Regions from separate parts of the Mus musculus genome. Here all the other regions are linked to region 1. Evidence: chromatin contacts called from public HiChIP or PLAC-seq and promoter capture Hi-C data. All regions are on one chromosome and are shown on one strand. Each heading gives the region's core, a stretch centred on a gene start, on an enhancer-like site or on the middle of the called end of the contact. The rest is flanking DNA. Distances are from core to core; before and after follow the strand shown. Region 1 holds the start of Ubap2 (ubiquitin-associated protein 2). Region 2 holds the start of Ndufb6 (NADH:ubiquinone oxidoreductase subunit B6). Region 3 holds the start of Aptx (aprataxin). Region 4 holds the start of Smu1 (smu-1 suppressor of mec-8 and unc-52 homolog (C. elegans)).

Region 1 (2,680 bases), core at 102-2,601:
GACCAAGGCAGGATGACTGCTGAGAGTTAGCGGTCACCATGTACTGCACAATAAGGCTAGGTTAGTCTGGGCTGGAGTTAAAGTGTTTTAAACATCTAAAAAAAAATTATTTATTTAATGTATGTGAGTACACTGTGCTGTCTTCAGACACCCCAGAAGAGGTCATTGGATCCCATTACAGATGGTTGTGAGCCACCGTGTGGTTGCGGGGAATTGAACTCAGGACCTCTGGAAGAGAAGTCAGTGCTCTTAACCACTGAGCCATCTCTCCAGCGCAACATCTATCTATTTATTTATTTTTTAAAGATATGCTAGTGATTAATCTTTATTTGAGTCGGCCTGTGGTGTCACGTGCCTTTACTCCCAGCACTCTGTGAGTTTGAGGCCAGTATGGTCTACAAAGCAAGTTCCAAAACAGGGAAGCCCTGTCTCAAAAAATCAAAAAACAACAAAACTCCATTACTTTTGCTTAATCTCCTGAGGTTAACATCTTTACTAAGAGGTGGATCAGGTAACTTCTCAACAAGGAAAACCTGATTTAGGTTTCTTATGCCAGAAAATAACTTTTCCTTTCCTATTTGCAAAACCGGTCCGATACTAGTAGCCTTTTGGGCTAGAACACCTCTAACATCCCGTTGGCGTTCAAGGAATGGTAGTTGTTTCCTGCAGAAGAGAGTTGGGAATGCAGAAAGCAGTCCACATTTGACTACATTGAAGTCTCGTGGCCTTCAGCCGAGGACGTTCTGGGTGTCTGGCTCAGCAGCTGGCGGTTGGCGTTTTCCCGCGCAGAGGGCAGGGCGGAGCGCCAGCCTCGCAACGTGGGAGCTAGACCCACTCTCCGCCAGAACTACACCTCCCAGCAGGAACCACGCTGGTTCGCTTGGCAGGTGGCACCCATTGGTACTAACTCGGAAGCTAGCCATAAGATGCTCGAATAAGTCAGAATCAGGAGTTGTACTTAGGAGCACGCTGAGAAAAGGCGGTCGTAGAGAGTGCCTTTGCCGCGCAGCACTCTGGGAGTTGTAGTTCGCCCTCAAAACGTCTAGAAGCCAGGCTTGCTTTGAGTGGCTGCACCATGTCACGTGACGAAAGAGCCGCACGCATCGAGCATCTTGCAGTGTTTCTGAGGTCATCATAGCGCGACCGCACGCTTTAATAGTGGGTTCTCTATAGGCGGCGGATAGTACGACCCTGAAATTCTGACCACAAGCAATGTCACCATCTCCGCCGCCTCCACATAGTTCCTCTCGCTCAGCTCCCAGAGCTGTGTTAGCCAGCCGGGTAACCCCGTTCAATCTTCAAGTACTGGCTCCACCCTCTCCCGTGACGTAGGGATCACGTGACGGGCAGGGCCGCCTCTGCCGCCGCCGCCGCTTTGTAAGAGGCACATTGGCAGGTAACGAGCGGCGGCGGCGGCGGGTCCCGAGTCCAACGAGAGCAGCAGCGGTAATTGTCACCCGGTCCCCTTCATCCTGCCTCCCAGGGCCCTGAACCTTGCAGTGTATGCTTTCTGGACCTGGGCTAAGGTCTTCTGAACTCCCAGCCCCCTTTGGGATGCCCCAGCGTCTACTCGGGTGGATCGGGCCGAGCTTCCCTCGCTGGCTTCATGTTTCCGTAGTGTGTCCAGGCCTGAGCACTCTCTTTCCTCTCCCGCTCAGGTTGCCCTGTGCTTCCTGCTCCACCCCCCACCCCCCATCCTAGTTGGCCGGCCCCACCCAGCCCCAGGGGGCGCCTTCCCCTCCCCCCCCTTTGGGTTTTTATCCTGGAGGGTGTGGTTTTCTCTCCCACCTCGGTCCCTGCACGTTGGCAGGAGCTCCTCCGCCACGCTGTCGCCCCATCCGGACCACCTTTCAGCTTTCTAGTCTGGCGCCTGTCCTGGGACTGGTCTTAGTGCCCAACTTCTGCGCTCTAGTCTCTCCCCACTTAATCTGAAGGCATAGTTCAATTTTACTACTTTTCATTACTGTGGTCTTTGGTGTTAGTTGAAACTCTGTGAGTTTCCTCTTCATGCCCTATTGAAGTCTGGTGGTGTCATAGTTTATTTATTCTTTAAGGTGAGGTAAGAGTGCTTGTGAACTGTAAAGCGTTGTTAGAAATTCAAACAAATTCTTTAGCCTGGTGCGTTCCAGCTCAGTTTTCCTAGTCAGCTCTCCCACCTTCCCCCCTGCATTTTCAGGTTTAGTTACCCAGGCATAGTCAGCTCTCCCACCTTCCCCCCTGCATTTTCAGGTTTAGTTACCCAGGCATGTCAACTGTCACCACTTAGGATTCGTGTTTTCTCTTTGGGTTGGTCTTGGAAGTCTTCCTGCAGTTTTTTGCTTTAACATAATCTCGTAGTTTACTACCACTAATACGCCTTTCTACTTTATTTCCAAGGTGCATAGTCTGCCTACTCTTTACTTTTCTCCAGCAATTGTGTACAGTAACAATTGGAGCTTTTAGGTGATTCTATGAGGTACCCAGAGATCATTTATTTGAAGAGCATGCCTTTTTTTGGGAGGGCGTTTTTGAGAGAGGGTTGCACTACCTAGCCAAGGCTGGCTTTTAACTTGAGAGCCTCTTGTCTCAGTCTCTCTAGCTCGCTCGCTCGCTCGATAGTTTTTACAGGGTTTCTTCATGTTACAACCTTGGCTGTCCCCCACTTGCTTTGTAGACCAGGCTGGCCTTGCACCCATAGAGA
Region 2 (2,680 bases), core at 128-2,627, 1.0 Mb after region 1:
CACAAAATAAATAAAATCTTTAAAAAAATCATCCAAAAATCAAAAACGAGATTTTTTAATAAAGTATTTTGACTTGGTTATGTGTGACGTGTTTTATATTTTAAAAATCATTCAATTCATACTTACTGATGCTGAAATGTTTTCATCTTTGACCAGAGAAACCTGCTAATCAAGTTGCTTACTGGTCTTAGAAACTTCCCCAGTTCTGGTTCGCTAGAGAGAGCCTTATAAATCATATTCTTCTCTGCTGGAGAACACTCAGGTTCCAGAAGCCCCACCATGTAGCTAGATTCTCCTAATTCAGTCTTCTGACGGAGCAGTAAGTGTTCTTAACCGCTAAGCCACCTCCAAACTCCCTAGTTCCTACTTTTGTGTCTATCCTATCTTCCCTATATAATATTGGTGGTGGTGTTTGAAGCAGTAGTTAGGTTGGGCATACTGGTGTACTTCATCTAGCTCATGAGTAGTGGAGGCAGGGGAATTCGGAGTTTAAGTCCAGTCTCCCTAAATAGCAATTTCAAAGCCAACATGAGATCTTGTCTCCAAAACCAAATACAAATAACAAAATTATTTTCATTTATTACTCTAAAATTTTCAGAGCATGTATATATATTTAGTATCACTACTACTCTCCCTGCTTTTGGATAAAAGGTAGCATACTTGGTGTAGTTGGTTTTATTTACTTATTTATTTTTTTAACTTATCAATAGATTGTAGAAGTTACTCCAGTTATGAATAGAAGGCTCATTTATGGCAGTAGCATACCAATGCTTTACAGTACTATAAGCTTTCCCACTAATCCTCTATTCTGAAATCTGGGAGGTGATTTTTCAATGTTTTGCTATTACATATCGTGTTGTGACGAATATTCGTGCACACCCCTACAAATTTTTACTGCCATACCTTTGGGATGTCTTACAAAGTGGGCCGGCAGAATCAAAGAGTGAGCGAGCCTATGGAAGCCTCCCAAATAAGGTGCTCTTTATTTCTGCAGTACAGAGAGGGAAGAAAACCGAGATAGGCGCTCAAGATTACTTAGCGGGTTACGAAAGAGGTGGGAGCCAAATTCGGACGCAAGTGTCTCTCGGTCAAGAAGAGAATTCAAGGGGGCGAGGCAGAGGTTCGCTAAACCATCGTCCTTGTTCTTCCGGTCCCCTCCCCTACAAGTTCTTTCTCTGAACCCTAGCCCCAGGACTTCTCACACTTTCCAACACCGCCCACTTAGTTCTTAACTCAGGGACCTTCCTGAGCTCATACTTAACCCAGGTTGTTAAAACCCAGGGTCCAAGAGAGGGCTTTGCGCATGAGCAGAGCCTGCTTTCCGCGAAGGAGTCGGCCCGCCCCCAGAGGCGGGGCTGGTGTGGCGTCATCACTCCGCGCCGCTTCCAGGCGCCTCAAGGTCGCTTTGCGGAGCGGGAGGGGCAGGTCAGTGACCGGTCCTGTGTAGGCTCGTCGGCAACATGTCAGGGTACACGCCGGATGAGAAGCTGCGGCTGCAGCAGCTGCGGGAGCTAAGGAGACGATGGCTGAAGGACCAGGAGCTGAGTCCCCGGGAGCCCGTGTTGCCCCCGCGCAGGATGTGGCCCCTGGAGCGATTCTGGGATAACTTTTTGCGGGACGGGGCCGTGTGGAAGAACATGGTGAGTGATGAGCCACACGGGTGTCCGGGTTCCCACCCCGGGTCGCAGCCTGGCCAAGCCTCCCAGCCCACTCCTCTCAGTTCCATCAAGGCCCAACCCTGTCCAGAGCCCGCATACCCGGGAGGGCCCCAAGGGACAATCAGTCCAGGGGCTCAGGTTTAGCGGAGACGCTGTCAGGTCGCTATTGTTCAGGGCTGGGGTCTGGAGTCCAGGAGCAGGTGGCTGTCAGGTGTACTGAGAAGTCGGGTCTTAGGTTTTACAAGACGCTCGCCGCACATGCAGTTCTTTCGAGTGTAGATACCTTTTCTCGGGTTAAACTGGTCAGAATTAACTGAGATCACAGGCTGTGATTTCAGTATTTGAGAACACTTACGCGGTGGGTAGGGTTGAGGTGCCAGAGACTGGCCAGCTGGTATAGTACAGCCCCATGGGGTCGCAACAGAAGACAGGGTTCTATTTGGTATGCTTTGTCAGACTCTAAAGCTCCCTTTCTACGCATCACTGTGTACGTTTAACACACTTTTAGTTACTTTTAAATTGCATTCCATGACCTCCAGGCAGAAAAACCGTTCACTCAAGGACTGCTTTTTATTGTAAGGATTCCAGATATTTTCTTGGAGACTGCTATTAAATCACATCAATGATGAGTAGCGAACATTGTGTGGGAATTGCTTTCAGCTCCTTCCAGTAATTGTGGTAGAAGTAGAAGTAGTAGTTGTACAAAGTCTTGGTTGGTTGGTTGGTTTCTTGAACAACAATGCCTTATGTCTTGCAGAATGGTGCTTATTCTGTCTTAGAATCTATGGATATTCTATAGGAAGCCTCAGAGTTAGTGAAAATACTGAAATTGGTAGGTCAGCCCCAATCTGTCAGGAAATATGTTCCATTTAGAAATTTGTAAAATAATTATCACACATAGTTGGTAGTGGTGGAATGTTTTTGTTTGGTTAGTTGGTTTGGTTTTTGTTCCACACACATTGAAAAATAAGGTAGCTCATGCTAGGGAGAGTAAGCAGCGCATGTTGGTAATCACAGCAGCT
Region 3 (2,680 bases), core at 88-2,587, 570 kb after region 1:
TGCATTGTTCCAAACAACCTTGCTTTTCTGGTCAGTGCACTGCAGACAATGGAATAGACCTAATACAGTGGCTAGGAAAACTCTGCTCAATTCTGCACAAATGACCCAGTTTAATTTTTAGCTGTACGAGACACAATGGAGACTGCGTAGAAGTCTTGGCTAAGAGGCCTAATCCTGAGGGAAAACGCAAACTGTCGGGTCACCAGATCTGCCTTGATGTCTTAGGCAGTTATGGACCACGTTCTCAGCCTTGAGGTTTGTACAGCTTGAGATTCCTCCTCCCTTCCTGCTCTGATCCTAACATACACCCGCATCTTCTTTGTCAACAAAAGCACGGCTTTCCCTTGCTCTCAGGGACATCCTCCCATCCTGTCTTGTCATCTCCATCAGACAGTGGAGCCTGCTTTTTCAAGAAAACAATAGTAACCCATTTGATCAAGAAACAAAAGAGCTCTTAGCTGAGAGTGGGGACGAAGACCTGTCATCCCAGTATTTCAGAGGTAGACGCAGGGGATCTTGAGTTTGTGATTAGTCTAGGGCACAGTGAAACCTTGTCTAAACAACCCCCCCACCCCCAAAAAAGGGGGCCTCCGTAAGGTTCAGTTTCGACTGCGTTTCAGATTCTACACTCTGATTTTACTCACGAGATAGGAATTCTTTCATCTGCCAAGAAGTCTTTAGTGATTTACAATACAAGACTTTCAGGGAACGTCCTGGAATTGCTATAAAAATCAGTACACATATGTCATCCCAACCTCCTGCTGATTGCCCTCAGTTCATTTAGAGAAGACATCATAAAAAAAAAATCTTAGCAGGGTTCCTCTGTCTCTCTCTTCAGTCTTTTTTCTCCTTATAGAGAGAAAGAAAAGTGTAATTTTAACGTGGGTGGTAAGGCACTCCAGCCTGTAGTTTAAACGATGGCTTCAAAGCTGTGTTTGGTAGCTCACATCTGCAATCCCAGCACTGGGGGAATCTAAGGAGATTCTCGCGAGTTCAAGACCAATTTGGGCTACAGAACGAATTTCTCTCACTACCTCCAACCTCGTTCTTTCCCTTTCAAAGATGGCTTTAACTTATAGCAAGCTTCCTGAGGAGGAAGTGCTAAAAGGCGACATGGCTGCGTAGATGAGCCACAGAAGACTGCTGTCTGAAATCTCTCCGGATTCAGACAACCGGGAGGCTGCGAGCAAAGGAGCTATCCTCACGGGGGACAACTAGCGGCTAGCGCCACTGTTCTACCTGGGTATCGGGCGAGAAAACGTTCCAGCCAATTCTCGAAAAGATACTGGAATCATCACCGGTTGCTAGGCAGCCGTTTGTGACGTCATCTCTCAGCACCGGAAGCGGCGAGGCGCAGTAGAGCAGCGTGAAGTTTGTGGGTGTCCACAGTCGAGGTAAGTTAATGGTCCGCCTGCCTTCGTAGTTTGCTGGGTTAGAAGCGGGCAGGGGCATTTGGCCCGGGCTGCTAACTCGGAGCGGTGACCTTGAGGGTGGAGTTCGAGGTTTCTTTCTTCTGGGCGGATTAGGCTCCACCCCTTGGTCTTGCTCAGGTGGGCGTGTTTCAGAGTTTTGTTTCCGCCGCATTGTTCCGGCCTCCCACCCTCCCCGCCCCCCATCCCCACCCGGCTCCTGTACCTAGTTGGCTGCCAGATCAGCATGAAAAGATTTAGAGATAAGAGTGGACAAAGTCCATGCAGCGGGGCTGTTCAGCCTGACAGGAAAGTGTTTCTGCCAGAAACGCCTTCCAAGAGTAACTCGAGGTGCACTAGCAGTGTCCCCAGCGGGCCTTAAGAATGCCGGAAGCAGTGTAAGGTCTTTCTCTTTACAATGCAGAGATTCAACAAAGCAGGGGTTTTTGAAATGACACCAATTTGGAATTGCTGGGTAATTACTTTTGAGAAATCGACATATATTGGGGATTTCGTAAGAGGCCCTTCCTCCCCACTTAATTTTAGAGGTCTCCTGTAGCCCAGCTGGCCTCCTCAAATTTCTGATCCTCTTGTCCCTACCTCCCAGTGATGGGATACAGGCGTTTGCCACTGGGCTTGGACAATTTTTTTTCTTCTTCAAGATGGGTAACAGTATGTAGGGTAGTCTAACCTCAAACTTCTGGATATCCTGTATTAGCCAGGAGCCATGCTGCATTCTTGAAAGATGGTATGTGCAGGTAAAGGTGCCTGCATGTATGTCTGGGGAGGGAAGAGTGAGGATGTTGGCCAGTGGAGCCAGTCTGTGAAATACTTAGCCTAATTCCTCTGAGAAATTAGAAGCTGAGAGTCTTAAGTTCAAGTCTGTGTTGGACATTAGTCCACACTCACTTGTGCTTATGCAACTTTAAGTTTAATTGGAAATTCAGTTCCTTACTTGTGTTAATGGCCCTTCAAAAGCTCAGTTATCAGTGTGGCTTGAAGGTTTACTACATTTCCATTGTTGAAGAAAATTCTTGTGCTAACAGCGCTTCAAGATAGATTTCTGGCCTCATGTCACTTGCCCTGTCATTTGGGTTTCCTAACGTCATTGTTTGTATATGCTAGGCCCAGGGCGTGGCACTAATAGGAACTGTGGCCTTGTTGGAGTAGGTGTGTCACTGTGGGTGTGGACTTTAAGACCCTTGTCCTAGTTGCATGGAAGCCAGTCTTCTCCTAGCTGCCTTCAGAACAAGAGGTGGAACTCTCAGCTC
Region 4 (2,680 bases), core at 100-2,599, 520 kb after region 1:
AATGAGACTATCTCAGAAGTCATTATACTTATTATTGAGATAGGGTTTCTCTGGCTGTCCTGAAACTCACTTTGTAGACCAGGCTGGCCTTGAACTCACAGAGCTTCCAGCCTCTGCCTCCACCGTGCTGGAATTAAAGGGGTGTGCCACCACTGCTTGGCTGAGACTGTGTTCTTTAGAGTTGATGGGAAATAGGTGATTTGAAACGTGAAAGAGCTGGGCATGGTGATACACCTCTTTAATCCAAGCACCTTAGAAGATCCCATTCATTGTAACAGTAGCATATGTCATTTTCTCTACTTAGTTTCAAACGACTCTTTTTAAAAATTTCCCTCCTTTAGTCCCAGCACTCAGGAATAGAGGCAGGCAGCAAGGCCAGCCTGGCTTACAGAACAAGTTCCAGGACAGTCAGGGCTACAAAGAGAAATCCTGTGTCAAAAACCAAACACAATACAACAAAACAAACAAACAAAAATCAAGTAAAAATGAAAACATAAACAGCATATGAGCGGCTATATTGAAAGGCTCTGGTTTTGATACCTAGCACTGGGGGGAAAAAAGGAGACTGTAAAGAAATTGTGTGGAAGGTAGACAAGAGCCATTAGAAATCCCTAAACTATCTCAATATGTAATTTCACAAGATAGACATGCCACTGTGTTGTGTGTGTGTATATATATGTATATGTATATGTATGAATATGTATATATATATAAGTGTATACATATATATGTACTTTGTCAATAGAATTTTAAAATAGCTCTTATTGGAGATAAGCACTGTGATGCCATCTGTAATTCTAGCCCTTGGAAAGTAGGGGCATCTTCAACTATATAATTAGTTTGAAGCCAGCTATAAGCTGCATGTCCATCCCACCTTTTCCCTAGCCTTTATTTATAAAATTCATCAATATTTATGTATGGTTTTTTATTAGTGGGGATTGAACCAGGGCGTCTGACTTGCTAGGTAAACACTCTGATCACTGAGCTATGTCCTCAGCTCTGTCATGCCATACCAGTAAGGTATGATTTAAACTCTATATTGAAAGGAGTCTCAGATCTGTTATAACTTCGCATTTGGTTACATTTCTTTCTCCGTAACCGCAGCTTTTTCCAACTTAATTCTTAGCTGGATCTGAGCGCGATAGCGCACACTTTTAATCCTAGCATTAGGGAGGCAGAGGAGGGCGGGACAGCCAAGGCTGTAGAAAGACTCCACCTGTGTGTACGTTCGCGAAACCGATGGGCATTCGTAGTCCTGCCACGCTTTCGCGAGGCCCCGCCCCTCACGCCCCGCCCACCTGGGCGTGTTCTTCCTTCGCCCTTTAGACCCTAACGGAGCGGAAGTGTCGCAGCGCGGCCGCCGGAAGTGTCGCGCGGCGTTGTGCGACCGGCTGTGTGCTGAGTGGGGCCTGGACCCGGAGCGTTACCGCTATGTCGATCGAAATCGAGTCTTCCGAGTGAGTCCTGCCGTGGCGTGTTCGCGGCGTGGCGTGTTCGCGGCGTGGCGTGGGGTGGAGTGGAGGGTGGTCGGAGGACGTTGGAGGGGGAGCTGCGCGCCGGAGGTTGCGGCCTCGAAGCACTTTCCGGGTTGGCTCCCTCTTTAGATGGGCCCGCGAGAGAGCAGCCGTGGGGCGGGCCGTCTGGAGCCCCTGGGCCCCGGCGTCGGGCTGTGCTGGGGCACACCGAGTAGACCTGACTACTGTGGTTTCCTCTGCTAGCCACACCGCCCTCGGCGCTGCCCGGGTGTCCGCCAGTCCCTCAGCTCTTCCTTCTGGTCCAAGCACTAGTTACCCCAAAGACTCTGCTGCTTCTCCTATCTGATTAGATCCAGTGTGGTGTATTGATTTGGTTTGCAATTTGCAGAGAGAGAGAACCTCTTTGTGGACACAGAATTTGAATATTGATTGAGTCAGAAGAATGAGACTTAGTGAAGGCGGGGACGGCGACGAGGAGCCAGGTGGGCGGGGAGTGAGTGACTGAAGAGTCTTGCTTGGACTCCCCAGGACTCCACCCACCGCCTTTTATTTTTTGAAAAGTAAAATTAAATTATGAAATTAGCAAACAGCTGTGTTCTGAGTGGAGGGGAGAGATACGCATGTTCTGAAGATCTGCAGAAAAGCAAGGTTTATTAATTAAGTCGGCGGAGTCTGAAACCTGCTATGTATTTTTAAGACTGAAGCTGGATGTGAAGTATGCACGTCTATGATCGCAGTATTAAATGGGCAAGTAGGAAGGCCTGGAGTCCAGCCTGAGCCTCTTCATAGCGATATATATATATATATATATATATATATATATATATATATATATATTTTTTTTTTTTTTTTTTTCCGAGACAGGGTTTCTCTGTATAGCTCTGGCTGTCCTGGAACTCACTTTGTAGACCAGGCTGGCCTCGAACTCAGAAATCTGCCTGCCTCTGCCTCCCAAGTGCTGGGATTAAAGGCGTGCACCACCACGCCCGGTGAGATACATATTTTTAACTCAGTTATATGTAAGTCGTTTTTTTCCTGGGTTTTGCTTCTGAGACAAGGTTTTCTGTGAAGCCGTAGCTGTCCTGGAACTCACTCTGTAGACCAGGTGAGTCTCAGACTCAGATTCACCTGCCTCTGCCTCCGGAGTGCTGGAATTAAAGACGTGTGCCAACCCCCAGCTTTATAAATCGTCTTTAAATGAATAT

Evidence for each region. HiChIP or PLAC-seq counts read pairs in DNA pulled down with a chosen protein or histone mark. Capture Hi-C pulls out chosen DNA fragments and counts their contacts.
Region 2: a promoter capture Hi-C map of adipose tissue shows a contact between it and region 1, with 3 times the contacts expected there. The contact joins the promoter of Ndufb6 here to the promoter of Ubap2 in region 1. A contact is called at or near these places in 6 of 39 promoter capture datasets (cranial neural crest, erythroid cells, liver and 3 more), 10 of 484 Hi-C or Micro-C datasets (CD4 T cells, CD8 T cells, double positive thymocytes and 4 more), 2 of 115 datasets of contacts at active chromatin or transcription factors (astrocytes and double positive thymocytes) and 2 of 9 other capture datasets (adipose tissue and liver).
Region 3: an H3K27ac HiChIP or PLAC-seq map of double positive thymocytes shows a contact between it and region 1, with 3 times the contacts expected there. The contact joins the promoter of Aptx here to the promoter of Ubap2 in region 1. A contact is called at or near these places in 4 of 39 promoter capture datasets (cranial neural crest, maxillary cranial neural crest, pre-B cells and 1 more), 6 of 484 Hi-C or Micro-C datasets (CD4 T cells, CD8 T cells, effector CD8 T cells and 1 more), 3 of 115 datasets of contacts at active chromatin or transcription factors (double positive thymocytes, regulatory T cell precursor and trophoblast stem cells) and 2 of 9 other capture datasets (adipose tissue and liver).
Region 4: an H3K27ac HiChIP or PLAC-seq map of embryonic stem cells shows a contact between it and region 1, with 2.6 times the contacts expected there. The contact joins the promoter of Smu1 here to the promoter of Ubap2 in region 1. A contact is called at or near these places in 10 of 39 promoter capture datasets (the C10 cell line, the HPC-7 cell line, cranial neural crest and 6 more), 4 of 484 Hi-C or Micro-C datasets (CD4 T cells, CD8 T cells, LSK cells and 1 more), 11 of 115 datasets of contacts at active chromatin or transcription factors (bone marrow-derived macrophages, cardiomyocytes, embryonic forebrain and 5 more) and 4 of 9 other capture datasets (adipose tissue, embryonic stem cells, liver and 1 more).

The regions. Positions count from the first base shown.
Region 1 is chr4:41,273,806-41,276,485 of GRCm38.p6, reverse strand. Ubap2 (ubiquitin-associated protein 2) reads left to right here and starts at 1,351. Exons shown (of 29, transcript NM_026872.1): 1 at 1,351-1,446.
Region 2 is chr4:40,278,118-40,280,797 of GRCm38.p6, reverse strand. It overlaps Ndufb6 (NADH:ubiquinone oxidoreductase subunit B6), which reads left to right and starts at 1,377. Exons shown (of 4, transcript NM_001033305.3): 1 at 1,377-1,640. The coding sequence starts at 1,461.
Region 3 is chr4:40,701,851-40,704,530 of GRCm38.p6, reverse strand. Aptx (aprataxin) reads left to right here and starts at 1,337. Exons shown (of 8, transcript NM_001025444.3): 1 at 1,337-1,394.
Region 4 is chr4:40,756,554-40,759,233 of GRCm38.p6, reverse strand. It overlaps Smu1 (smu-1 suppressor of mec-8 and unc-52 homolog (C. elegans)), which reads left to right and starts at 1,349. Exons shown (of 12, transcript NM_021535.4): 1 at 1,349-1,457. The coding sequence starts at 1,432.